2 separate regions of the Anas platyrhynchos genome follow, and region 1 is linked to region 2. The links are chromatin contacts, called in public Hi-C maps. All regions are on one chromosome and are shown on one strand. The core of a region is the stretch at or near the end of the contact, and the rest is flanking DNA. Distances in the headings are between cores, read along the strand shown. Region 1 holds the start of MTDH (metadherin). Region 2 holds the start of RPL30 (ribosomal protein L30).

Evidence for each region. Hi-C and Micro-C count contacts between places; a contact is called where the count stands out from the background.
Region 1: a contact with region 2 is called in a Hi-C map of subcutaneous adipose tissue, with 2.6 times the contacts expected there. The contact joins the promoter of MTDH here to the promoter of RPL30 in region 2. A contact is called at or near these places in 6 of 8 Hi-C or Micro-C datasets (F1 follicle, liver, skeletal muscle and 2 more).

The regions. Positions count from the first base shown.
Region 1 is chr2:23,160,356-23,167,504 of IASCAAS_PekinDuck_T2T, forward strand. MTDH (metadherin) reads right to left here and starts at 5,429. Exons shown (of 12, transcript XM_038174335.2): 1 at 4,880-5,429. The coding sequence starts at 5,296.
Region 2 is chr2:22,970,542-22,977,038 of IASCAAS_PekinDuck_T2T, forward strand. It overlaps RPL30 (ribosomal protein L30), which reads left to right and starts at 4,440. Exons shown (of 5, transcript XM_027452502.3): 1 at 4,440-4,547; 2 at 4,640-4,690; 3 at 5,479-5,624; 4 at 6,347-6,477. The coding sequence starts at 4,670.

The DNA.
Region 1 (7,149 bases), core at 4,179-6,678, 190 kb after region 2:
AAGTAACCACTCTACTTCATATTTGCTTTTATGTCTGGGTCAAATGTATTTCCTGTACAAGACATCTAGTTAAATAAAGTTTAAACCACCAGATACATTGTTCTTAGTTATTCTGTTTATTAAAAAACATGAGCTACCTTAAGTTCACATTAAACCAACCTGATTGCTCTGAAGCAAAAGGCTACATTACAAACTTGGTGTGACCTAAGTAATGAATACCAGCTCCTCTGCTTAACTGGGAAGGGAATTTTTTCTTGCCATTTTATATTATGCTTACAGAGCACCCCTGGCACCAGTGTGTAGCATAGTATTGCTTACTGTAGTTAGCTAGCATGCCAACTTGTTATTTGTAGCTATTAATAGAAATTGAAAGATCAGATCACCTAACCCCTCTCCTCCTGCAACAGCTGGCTTTGAACTAGACCTTTTATATCTAGCATGCTACACTCCTTCCCTTGGCTTTCTGAAAAATCGTCTTATAGATCTGTCTCGCCAAACCCTGTCCAGAAGTTCCTCTCAACAGAGCTCACAGTGCAAGACTCCACAGGGACACCAAAGATCTGATGTTCAATCTTGACAATAACCCGCCGCCAAAAATCAGTTCTCAGACCTATTTTTCCAGATGCCATACAGACAGCTACGTTGTTAGTGGTGCAACGTCGTTTTAAAACCCATGATCTTTAAGATTGTAAGGTAGAAAAAGAATCTCTACGTTATTTACTGGTAAGTCTAAATAACAGATCTGCTGCAGTATTCTAGTATTGCTATCGGACTTTGTCAGAAATGTTAACAGCCAGCTAACTTCTTTTAATTCTATACATTGCTTTGCTTCTTTGGTATAACATATATACCTGAAGTTTGAACAGCAGTCTTTATCCCTCTCAAAATTTCAACACAAAACGTTTAACACATGGAATTTGTAAAACCTTCATCCGTTTCTCTTAAGTAATAAACTAATTCATACCCATTAAGAACCCTCTGGAAAAATTCATCCACATGACTGCTTAAAACACTGTCTGATCATCTGATCGTGTAGACCATGACCATTAGAAATCAGGTTAAAAGCCTGAACCGTCATACATTTCTCCCTGAATATTTGCAATATTTGCCTCTTTGGTGGAAGCTTTCCACATTTGATTTCTACCCGCAGATGAATCACAGACTTTAACCAAAATTCATGTGACCATTTTTGGGTATAACGAAGATAGCAACAGAAGCGGGAAAGAAAAAAGCTTTTCCAGAGTACTGAGAAGTGTTTCTTTTAAAAGACAACTACAGCTAAAAAGACAAAGTTTAAAACTTTGCAGTAATATACTAAACTTCCACCAATGGTATTAAACCACTCAGATTGGGCAAGTTATTATATGCCATCTTTTTTTTTTTTTTTCCCTTTGTCCTAACAGAAATAGGGAAGATGTGACAGCAGAAATACTGCTGTCAATAACAATATTCATTTCTGAACACACTCCTGGACTTGCCTGATCTTAAAACTCCAATGTTTAAACAACCCTTTTTCCACACACATTCCTCTTTGAGGGAGTTAAGGTAATCCAGAAGCAGAATAGAGGTTGTGCTGACATTAAGTGCTGAAATGAAACTTATTGTTCTTTAAATACAGTACAATGCTACGGATACCTCAGTTTCACATTGCAAAAAGCAGTAATGAAATTGCTATCAAACATTTTTACAAGGCCATATTAGCCAAAGTCCTTGGTTACACATTACAAAGCTACACCTACTTACATTTTTTTTTGGCCAATGAAAGAATCCATTTACTACTATTTTCTGCAAGCTTTTCTTAAGACAGAAACTAAGCAATTTTCTCTGCAAGCCCTGGACAAGCCTACAGCCTTCTAACTGCTGCAGTTTGACAGGTACAACACGTGAGTATCAGTTAGAAGTATGAAAAAGTCTTTATGCAGTCTATTTCTAAGCATAATAAGCATAGCCTGAAAAGTTCTTTGAAGGAGGAGGCCAAGTAAGACACGTTCTCAAATGAATGCCAAAGCTTGTACCAAAATTAAACTTCAGTGCGTGGCCTATACTGGTCGGGGGTACTTCAAACAATAGGAAATATATTGTCAGGTTGGTATTTTCTGCATCTATAAATAGAGGGATGAATGGCTTTCTATAAGCTGTAGCTGAATACAGAAGAATTTTACTCTTAAGTTTCGATGATGTTTTCCAGATTGTACAGAAACCATGTTAAGATTAGTTTCACCTTTTTCTTCTGAAGATTTAAAAAGCAGAAGAGAGGCGCAGGAATTATTCATAAGGGAAAGGAACTAAAATCAAAGATCAAGAGATTTTTGGAAAGGAAAAAAATCTTAATAGGGGCTAAAGAGCTCTGAGATGGAAGACAAAGCGCTCTCTCCCCTGCCAGGAGCTAAGGAAAGAGGGCTTGAGGTTTACTGCACATCTACAGAGAGAATCTGAAGTGAGGCTACCATGACGCTACCTTGCTCCAAGCTGCTGGAGGAAGCCAGGACTGGCTCTCTGAACTTAGTGCTCATGAACGCTAAATCATTCATTTGATCTCAGTCTACCCACAGCAAGTCAATAAACAGAACACCACAGATACTACAGCATCCAGGCAACTCCCTGCTACTCAACTCCACATCGTACTAAAAACCTCAGTTAAATTGTACCGTACTTACGAAGGAACCAAATAAACCCAAAGACAAGAAACAAAGCAATAATACTCTTGGTACAGTGGAGAACATTTCTGATCCTGACTGATGAGAGCGTACATCACCCGCCCCACAATGAGCTCAGTAACCCTACATTAAAGTAACCCTACGGCTTTTAATTAGACATCTGCAGTGTGCTTTTTAATGCTCCAGACCAGTTGCTCTAAGCTTTCTGTAATGCCTGTAATGGAAATCTAGACCCTGGCATAGCAAACCCTCTGGTAAATCTACTGATAATAGGCTTACTCTTTTTCCCTCACAGACCTCATTATTAGCACGAGCGTACAAAAATACAAGATGAAACCACTACACAGCCTTCGGTAGGACTTTTTGCTGCTTCTCTCAATTTCCAATGTGATTTTAAATGTTTTTCATGGTGAAACAAGTCAGAAAATCTTGGAATGTGCTAATACAGGTCCCTGTGAACTTATGTTGGATAACGAGCACGAGGCAGGCCTATTTAACTTCACTGCTGATACAAACTTATTTGCACTGTAGTTAATGATTCAGTTTTTTCATTTTCTTTCCTGTAAAGTTTTTTTTTTTTTTTAATCTTATCTCTGCATTGAAATAATGGATACAAAGTAATACGAAAATAACTTTCCAAATCTTAAGAATACAGAATGATATCTTGACAGCTGAAAAACTCTTTTACTCTTTTTTGACTATGAAACTATTTGCTTTTCCATAGCCTTCACTTCTGCTATTTTGTGCCTGAGTAAACCAAGCTGGAAACAATACAAGTATTTATATTCACTGAAAATGTCAGCTAGTTAAGTTTATACACAACACAAAGCTTGCTTTTATAAAGCCCTACATTGCAGAACGTTGTCAATAATGTATCTATTTCTTCACTCTCTCTTCTGTTCAGGCATTTTTCAGTGTCTCCAAAGATGACTTGCAAGAGTTTGTGTTTTGTTTTTATCCTGGAGTTTAAATAAAATATGAAAAAATCTGGATTATTTCTGGGATTAGCCTGTTTTCTAGAAAGCATAACAGATCTATTAGGCCTTGGAGGATGTCCCTTTCTGGACAGCAACAAAACACTGCATCTTTAACGTGTCTTCTTCAAAATGGAGACCTAGCAACATTTGAAAAATTCTGAATCACAGTGCTTCCTCTTCTTGGTGCCTAGTTATTAGCCTACTGCAACTTGCAGAATCAGCTCCACTGAGTTTCAGGAGTTCACTGCTCAAAGACAGTTTGGTGCTATATACAGACTTTTGTATTTTTTAATGGAGAGAAGGCTAAAATATCTTAAACAAAACTTCTCAAGTCTCAGTATTGCCACAGAACCAAACGAAGGTACAACCCCTTTCTGTACCTCCTTTTTCTGGTCATTAGGCAAACAATTCATATTAAATTTCGCACTATATAATTAAAAGACATAGTTGTAAAAGGCAGGGGACATCTGCTGCACTTTCATTCCTATAATCCATTTGGACGTAAATAGGATTACAAACATACCAACAACATAAAAGCTATTGAAGCAATCCCTTCAAGTCCCAAAACTATGATAATGGAAGCTTGAAAAGGACAGCTGATAATTTCTGCATTCAATTGATTTTCTCATGAAAACACTGTCAAAGACACACGATTCCTACATCACAGACCGAGGATTAAAACAAAAGACAGCCACGGTCTGTTTTGAAGGGGCTGCTGAGAGACAGATTTCCTTATTAAAGGAGATGATCCTTACTGTAACAACCCAGGCGTGTTCCTAGGGAGGCAAATTCACCACACGCCTGGTGTTAACGTGTCCTGCCGAAAAGGCGCAGCAGCAAGCCTTACTCAAGTTTGAATCATCGCAGCCTTTACGAGGCTTCGAACCGCCTGTACCTGCCTGGGCTGAGACTCCTGCCTTGAGAAGCTGAACCACGGTAAGGTCTCTGCTACCAGTTCCTGATCTGGTAAGGTTTTGACTGGCAGTAAAAAGACAATATTGAGAGTAAAAATGCAACAGTACGGTGTGCAGACATAACCCACAGCTTCATGAAAAGAAGCAGGGAGAAGCAGGGAGACCTCTCTTCCTTCTCCAGGAGGAAAAAAAGCCTCATTTTCACCTAAATGCTGTTTCTTTGGTGTTCCAACCCCCCTCTGGCAGCCGAGAGGATCCCAGCAGACACCCCCCGCCTGCACCCCCCCCCCTCAGCCCTCACCCTCCCCAACTCCCCGGCTCCCCCTCTCACCCTCGCCGCTTTCTCGGGCAGCTTCTTCTTGCTCCTCTTCTTCTGCTCGTCTCCTTTCAGCCCCAGCTGCCCCGCCGCCTTGCCCGGCCCCCCAGCACCACCACTACCACCGCCACCACCACCGCTGCCTGTCAGGGCCGCCGCCTCGTCGCCTTTCCTCTCAGCCCGGCCGCCCGCTGCCTTCCTGCGGAGGCCGCTGCCGCACACCAGGGCCAGCAGCAGCCCCAGCAGCCCCAGCCCCAGCGCGGCCGGCAGCCCCAGGGCCAGCCAGGTGGGGAGGCCGTGCGGGTCCAGGCCCAGCTCCAGGCCCAGCTCGGCTCGCAGCAAGCCCAGGCCTCCCGCCAGCGCCTCCCGCACCCGGGCCGCCGTCTCCTCGGCCTGCTGGGCCGCCGCCTGCTGCCAGCTGCCCGCGGCCATCGCCGCCCCTCACGGGCACGGAGACGTGGAGGGAGGGAGGGGAAGGAGGGAGGGGGGGGGGTAACACGGAGCCGAGGCGGGCGCTCACGCCGAGCGCATCGCGGCCGCCGCCTGCCCGCTGAGGGGCGAGGAGTGGGGAGGGAAGGAAGGAAAGAAGGAGGAAAAGGGGGACGCGGAGCCTCCGCGGGACGCGGCAGCCTCTGCCCCGGAGGCAGCCGGGTCTCCTCCTCTTCCTCCTCCTTCCTCCTCCTCCTCCCCGCAACGTCAGCGCCCCGCCGCCATCTCCGCCCCCTCCTCCTCCTCCTCCTCCTCCTCTTCTCTTCTTTCTCCTTCCTCCTCCTCCTCCTCAGCACGGGGAGGCGGCCTCGACGTGGCAGCCGCCGAGCGGGGCCGGGCGCCGCCCGGTGGCGGCGGGGGGGAGGCGCCCAGGGGGCTCCGAGGGGGCTCCGAGGGGCTCGGGGGTCGTGGTGCTGAGGGAGGGAGGCAGGGAGAAAGGCAGCGAGCCCTCCGTCAGCAGCCTTTCCACCGGTGTTAAAGCACCTTCATGCTGCTTTAGTCCCCCTGAAGAGGAGTGTGTGTGGTAATTAATGGGTTGTCTCTGCTCATAGCAACACCACAGCTGTCCCCGCTTCTTCTCGGCCTGCAGATGTCAGCGGGGGTTTTGTGCTTTTGTAGGGCGAAGCCTTCCTGAAGAAGCCTCCCCAAACCACGTAAAGCCCCAGGGCCTTGGTGCTTGTGCAACGCCGCCCCAGCGCGAGCACCTCTGGTCCTGAGCCTCGCACACCCCACGTAGAACATGCGAACCGGCACGTACCTGCGTGACGGGTACAAGGAGCAGCCAAAGCTGCCATGAGGCAACCTCCAGGTTCTTGGGGCGGGCAGGGAGATGCTGCCTCCCGTCCCGCTTCAGAGGCCCGCGTTGTGGACCTCCAGAGGCCTTCTCTTTCACAGAGAAGGTTTTTAAACATGACAGTGAAAAATCCGTGCAATTTCGAAATATACTAGCCAAGGTAGCGTAACAACGTAGATGCTTTCCAAGTGCCTTATTTCCTAAGATCTCAACTCCCACAGCTGGCTTAATATGTGGAATGAATTAGTGAGCTTTATGTAAAATACCACTGGAACTCCAAAACTTAATTTATCCATGCACTTGAAAAATGAGCTCTCAAAAATTTGATCCCGAATGCATGTCCTGATTTTATTTTTATTTTTCAGAAACTTGGTCTCAGAGCATCGAGGGTTCCTGTGGAATTTTAGATGTCGGACCCCTGGAGCTGACACGGTCGAGAAGCTTTACAGTGACTGCAGCTTTAGTCTTCTGCATTGGGACATTGCTGGAAGCTAACGGCATGTCCCACTCTCTCAGTTTGCAACATTACTTCCAAGGGGTGTTCATCTCTCATAGTCTGGCAGAAAGAAGCCTGCATGGGATTCTTGAAATCTGAAATGTAGTAAAATAGCATTTGTTTAAATAGCACAGTGATAGCTTACACTGTTTTTGTATACTGGTAACTTTGCCATATTTTGTAATGTCAGTATATTTTTCACGCACAAGTATTTATGTTTAAAAAGTTCATAGAGTTCTTTGTAAAGTATTTCAAAAGAGCCCTTGAGATTTTTTTATTATTATTATGCCACCTTTAAACAGGCAGTCAAGTGCTACTTGTCTAATTAAGTTGGAATGAAAGGTATTGCTGAAAGTAGTTGTAGCAACTTTCTATGGCAGAACACTTTACTAATAGATGGTTGTATATTTTTAGAAGGTAAACTTAATTAAAAGCCCTAATACTTTGTCTTCTGTGCTTTTATGCTTTAGCATAGACTATACACATGTATTGGGAAGTGTTAGCTAT
Region 2 (6,497 bases), core at 3,190-5,689:
CACTTGATCATACATCGTCTGCAATAGCATACATAATTAGTGCACTTTTCTTTTCTTCTTACTGTCATAGGATTACATGTAATTTTTAGGTGATCAGGGAGGGAGACTCCTCTGTTAGTAAGCCAACGATGGTGTTATTACTGTTGCATTTGAAGGGACAATGTCTGAAGTTCTACAGCGTGGGGAGAAAGTTGCTTTGGGATTTCTCTGCAGAAATGCATGTGCCTTTGCAGAGTACAGTCAGTACCTACTGCTTGCAGCTGAACTTGCAAGAGACCACATCCATGATCCTAGCCAGCCCCCACTGTGAAGCAAAAGCTGTTTACTTGCCTGGCTTTCCTCAAGCCTGTACACATTCTGCTTATGCCATAGTTTTGGCCGTCGGTGATGCAGCCTAAGGAGCTTCTTGCCTTGCCTTTTGCCTCTCTCCTCCCCAGGTCCCAGCTCATTCCCACCCACAGCAGGACCTGTCATCCCATGGCCTGTGTCAGTACAGCTGAGATGGCATTATGAAATGAATCACTGGCTCAAGTAAAAAACAACTCTGGAAAAAAAAAAAAAAGGCTCAGGGTGGGAACTCCTTTAGCTGCCATCTCTACTGAAGCTGATGTATTATGAAATTATGATCCCAGCCAAAGCAGGACAATTAGACTGTCAATCCCGCCATGACTCAGTAATTTGTGATCGCGTGTCCAGACTCAAAGGAAATTAGTTGTGTTTTTTTTTTGTTTGTTTTGTTTTAATGATCTTGCACATTTTTCATCTTCTAGATCACTTAGGATTTCTCACATGCTGAGTTTGTTGCATTTTCCTCCAGGTCACGAATGATGAAGCTCCTCTTCATTTTTTTAGCTATGCCAGTGTTCCACCAGCAACTTCTCTCCTATGTCTTTCATGCTCCTAATTTATGCCTCCAAATACCTTTAACTGGTGTCTTCTTACAGAACCTGATTACATACACACAAGAGGAAGGTGGTGAGAGACCTCACAGAACCACAGAATCACAGAGAATTAGGGATTGGAAGGGACCTTGAAAGATCATCTTGTCCAATCCTCCTGCTGGAGCAGGAACACCTACATCAGGTCACACAGGAACACATCCAGGCAGGTTTACAAAGTCTCCAGAGAAGGAGACTCCACAACCCCCCTGGGCAGCATATTGCAGTGCTCTGTCACCCTCACCATAAAAAAAGACCAGCTTCACCCCTGAAGAAGTTGATCTTTCTGGCCCAGCTTGGCCACTGGGGCAAGCAGGAGGGATGGATGTCTCTGTGATGGCTCCTTTAGGGCAGGAAGACCTTGATGGGAGAAGTAATGATGTTTTTCCTGACATTGGCAGCTGCTCCCTGGTTCTCTTCACCTTGAAACTTGTTGTTGTTGTTGTTGGAAATGGTGGCATCTGCTACTTCTGTCACCTTCTTTTATTTCTGCTGTAACATGGCCTAATCATGGAGGGAAGCACAGCACCCTTGCAGAGGGAACAGCACTTGGCCTGTGTGCCAAATGCAGCCTCAGTGCCCTCCCCATGCTTTGATTCCGGAACAGTGCAGCGTAAACGCACATGCACTCAAGCTGCTGACTGATTTTTAGTGGCCATGTAATATTGTTTAAGGAATTTTCAAGGGGCCAAAGCCTTCTCTTACTACTAGTGTTGACTTCATCTGACTTGAGACAGCCCTTTGCCTTTATGAGAGACATTTTATGAACCACAGACTCTCAGAAGATGCCTGTATGACCACAGAAGGGAGATTTGGGGTGTGAGGGACAAGTGCAAAGGCCTATTTCTGACTCTATTTCCCCCCATATCCAGAATTAGTGTCACAGTTTGGGTCCCAGTGACTGGTTTCTGACAGAAAGTTCTTTCAGAAAGGCATTTCTTTGTTTGTTTTCTGTAAAAACATATCACTGGAAAGAACTAGTTTACAAGCTTTTAAGGGAAGTACTACGTTTTCTCCTTATTTGAGCTGAGGTTGCAGAGAGTACCCTTACAAACAGCTCCCTCTTCAGGAGCTGTGCAGGACTCCCAGATTTTGCAAGATACCATTAAGACTTGGCATACTCAAACAACTGCACTGAGGAATTCACTAGGCCCACTGAGTTTTACAGTCACTTGTGAGTAATTTCAAATTGCAAGAAGAATATTTGAGATGACCACAGACAACTAGGTAAAAATTTAAAGAATTAAGAGAAGGTACAACTAGGCTGTAGGAATAACAGCAGTGCACCTGAGTGTTGGGACACAAAGAATTAGAGGAACAAGAAAAGAATGAGACACAGCTGCCAAATAAAAGTTAGAAATATGCTTCAAGATTAGTTTAATTATGCTCTGTAAAGGGCTAAAAATGAACTTGTTTCAAAAAGTGAAATTGGATTACGGGAAGCCATCAAAATGTATTTTTTTTATTATGACTTAAATAGTACATATACTATTTATATGTGCTTAATCTAGTAATTATTCCCATAGGACTTTTCAACTAGTGGTAGACCAATATTTGAGTTTCTGTTGTTAAATTTAAGGTCAGCTGAATTTGGTGATTTTTTCCCCTTATATACCTTTATTTCATTTTCATCTTAATGTTAGCAGGTTGGATTTTTATCTAGGTTCTTAAACTGGTCTGCTAAAAATTGAAGTTGTCACCTAGTTTCTACACAGGATTGGGATGATGGTGTGCATTTTGACCAAAGGCTGCTTCCCACTGAAAAGGTTTTATTTTTGTAAATATTTGATAAGCTGTGTGACTATATACCAAAAAAAAAAAAAAAAACTTGTGTGAAGGCATTCATGCCAGTAGAAAAGCATTCAATATATTTCCAGAAATTAATTCCTTTCTTAATCAAAATAAAGTATATTCACATAAGCATCCTACTGTAACTGATTCCAGTATGTTTTGGCTTTGCTTTTCAGTATGTTGCTACATAACCCACATTGACAAAGGCATCAAACTTCCAAAAGCCAACAAATACAGTGCTCTCCCATGCTTATGCCAACCTAGGCAAATCTATAAATGATTTTATGCTAGTTTTGTAATTTCACCATAAAACATACGTTGAGACGAACATGATGCAGTATGTCCTAGGTGTATGAAGTCATACCAGCAGAAGAGCTACTGTACTGCAAGCAGACTTCCCTGTCCTGATGTTCCTATCAGCGAACGGTATAATTTTGAAGAGGGTTGAATGTGGACGAGGCATGATTCAGCTGATCTGTAGATTTAGAGGTAGCATAGCCAGTATCACCTCTGCATCAGAGATGGGTTGGGCATGCAGAGGTGCCAAAGATCCGTGATGGTGGATGCCTTCTCCGGTATACCATCAGTCCTTAGGGTGCTGTTGAAATGCAGTGAGCATTGGTATGGAAGGTGTCAGACTGGACAGAGAAAGCATCTGCTCCTAGACAAAGTGCTGTGGAGAGTACAGAGACTTGGGCTCATCCCTGAGCGTCCTGGGCCAGCCCTCTGTGACAGACTGGGCCTCTCAGCTGCTGCAGGGTTTCACAAGGGAACACCCCAAAATAACACCCCAGCTCCCTCAGTCCCCACAGTGTCCAGGCAGGCATCACCTGAACCCATGCTGCCTGCTTCTCCCCACTTTCTATGCTACTCTGGAACATCTTATAAAACTGATGGCCTTGTTTAAATATTTTTGGTGCTACAGTGCGCGGTGGCTTGCTGGTATTTGAAATGTAAGGAAGAAGGAAATCTGTGGGGTGATAATCTATCATGGAGTCACTGTCCCTTGGGGGTGTCAAGGAGAGGTTGGACGTGGTGCTTGGGGACATGGTTCAGTGGGTGACATTGGTGGTAGGGTGATGGTTGGACCAGATGATCTTGGAGGTCTTTTCCAACCCTAATGATTCTATGATTCTACGATCATCCCATGCCAGGCAGCGCCACGGGACCTGCTGTAGTCCCAAAGCTTTTAAGTAAAAGACCTTTGTGTGGATTCTGACTCTGTGTGCTTATTGGTAGGTTGTACTGGGCACGAACCTACAGACAACGCTGTGACAGCTGTAACTTTCTCACATCCCAGCTGTATTCTCCAGTAGTGCGTGCTCAGAAAGGTATTTTCAAAGAGTTGTTTCCAAAGCCCACACTGTCCCTTCCCCTTCCTCACAGGGAAACGCAGGCCGCCTGGGCCTCTCCTCTGCACTGTGCCTCCTTGAGCGGCGCATGAAGCCTCCCGGAGACTGCGAGGGTAAAAACAGAGGCGTTTAAAATCGCTCCGTAAAGCACAGGGCACCGTAAGGCGCTGGGGATGAGGGACACGATGAGGAGAGCGAGCGTGCAGAACCTCCACCACGGGCCGCTGAGGCGCGGCCGCCATTTCCCAGAGTATCCCCCTCACGTCCCCTCCCCCTCTCCCCGCCCCCTGACCGCTCTAAGCCAATGGGAGCCGCGCGGGGGGATGATTGACAGCCGTCGGGCGGGGCCGGGGCGGGGCTGTCGGGCGTTCGCGCCTCTCGCGAGAGTTGGCGCGGCGGGGAGAGGCGGCGCGTGCCGCGGCTCCTTCCTTTGGCTCTCGGCGGCCATCTTGGCGGCGCCTCAGCGGTGAGTGGGGCCGGGGCCGGGCGGCGCGGGGGGGCTCGGGGGGCCGCTAACGGGCGCTAACCCGACCCCCGGTCGGCCTCTGTGTGTTCCAGTTCCCCCCCCAGCCGACGCCAGCCAGCGACATGGTGGCCGCCAAGAAGACGGTGAGTGGCGGCCGGCCGCCGCGTGGCCGCGTGAGGCGGCGGCCGGGCCTCTGAGGGGACTCGGGGGGGTTCTGAGGGGACTTTGGGGGCCTCTTGGGGGCACGGCCTGAGGCCGGTTCTTGTAGGCTCGGTTCCCCCCCCCCCCTCCCAGGGCATCCCAGGTTGCTCACAGGGCCCCTGTGCTATGGGGAGGAAAGGGGAGCTGGTGCTGTGGTCCTGGTGTGGGTGGTAGGGCTGTGGAGCTCAAACTTTGTGTTTCTGCTATCTTTTTTCTATGATTTCAAGTCTATTCTAGCAAATGCGGGTTTCTTCATAGGTGGTGGCATTCGCTGTTGCATGAGCACCACGTTCTCCTGTTGGGGGGGCTGCTCGTTTAGCATGCGGTTGCTTGGCTTTGCCTGTCTGCTCAATGCTGTCAACACGTGCCCTGGGAAGTGCCACACGCCGAGCCTAGCTCAGCTTTGCAGGGTGGAGGTGGTATGGATATCGATTCAACTTGGCTGAGCTTTGCAAAGGCACGTTGCTTACACCACGATGCAGTTGATTAACGTAGGCAGCACCAGTAATGCTTTCTTCCTGTGTAACTGGTAAGAGGTACTTTGATAAAGTTGGGCAAGCATCCTTCTTACCCACAATCATATACTGTGCTGGCTCTTTATTCCACGTTCCAAATAATATATAATGAAAAGATTGCTGGTAGTTAAAATTTCTTCACCTTAAGTCTTATGTCGTTTTGTGAAAGGCAAAGTAGCATATGATAAAGCTTTGTGCTTTTTTTTTTTCTTTAGAAAAAGTCCCTGGAGTCCATAAACTCTAGGCTTCAGCTGGTTATGAAAAGTGGTAAATATGTGCTAGGCTACAAACAGACTCTGAAAATGATCCGGCAGGGCAAAGCCAAGCTGGTCATCCTCGCCAACAACTGCCCAGCTTTGAGGTAAGCAGATGTGTGAATTATTACTTTTTTTAAACTAAGGCAAGTGCTTTGTATAAATACAGCATGTGCTTCATGTGAATTGGTAATACAGAGTAGCTTGTTGGCCTGTTCCTTGCTGCTATGAATTAAACATGGTGGGTTGTTTGGTGTATACAAATTTCAGGTCTGGACGCAGTAAAATTCTTCCCAGTTGTTTTTTAGGTTTCTAATACCAAGAGTTCACATTAGAGAATATACTGTAAGTTTTTTCACACCGTGATAGCGTTCACTGAAAGTGTAGTGTGACCCAGTCCCTGCTTTTTCAAAGTAATATATTGGGAAATAATTTTACAGGTAGGAAAAACTGGTAGTTGACACTGATTTAAAATATATTTGAAGCATAAAAAAAATGCTGTCAAAGTTAAGTTACAACTTTAAGCTCCTGGCCGTAGAAATAATTCTTTTGAGAACAAAGTCTTTAGTGGTTTCCATCTCCTGACATGTTCCTTGTTGAATTTTTGGGGCCTTTTTTTGTCATTAAGGAGTATCTGACAGGTTAAAGAAAGTGTAGATGCAGAATTAACATAGGGCACTGTTACATTTGCTTTCAAGAAGATGATTTTTTCTGGGAGGGAAGGAAAACTGTAGGGTTTAAGTGCAGTTGGAGTTAGCCCTGCTTCTGGTGTATTATGGCTGATCAGAATTGTTTGTCAGTGCTTTAATACCAAGTTTTTGAATCTCAGAAAATCAGAGATTGAGTACTACGCTATGCTCGCAAAGACCGGTGTCCACCATTACAGCGGCAACAACATTGAGTTGGGTACAGCCTGTGGCAAATACTACAGAGTGTGCACGCTGGCCATCATTGACCCAGGTACGTGTCTGCTGCTGTAT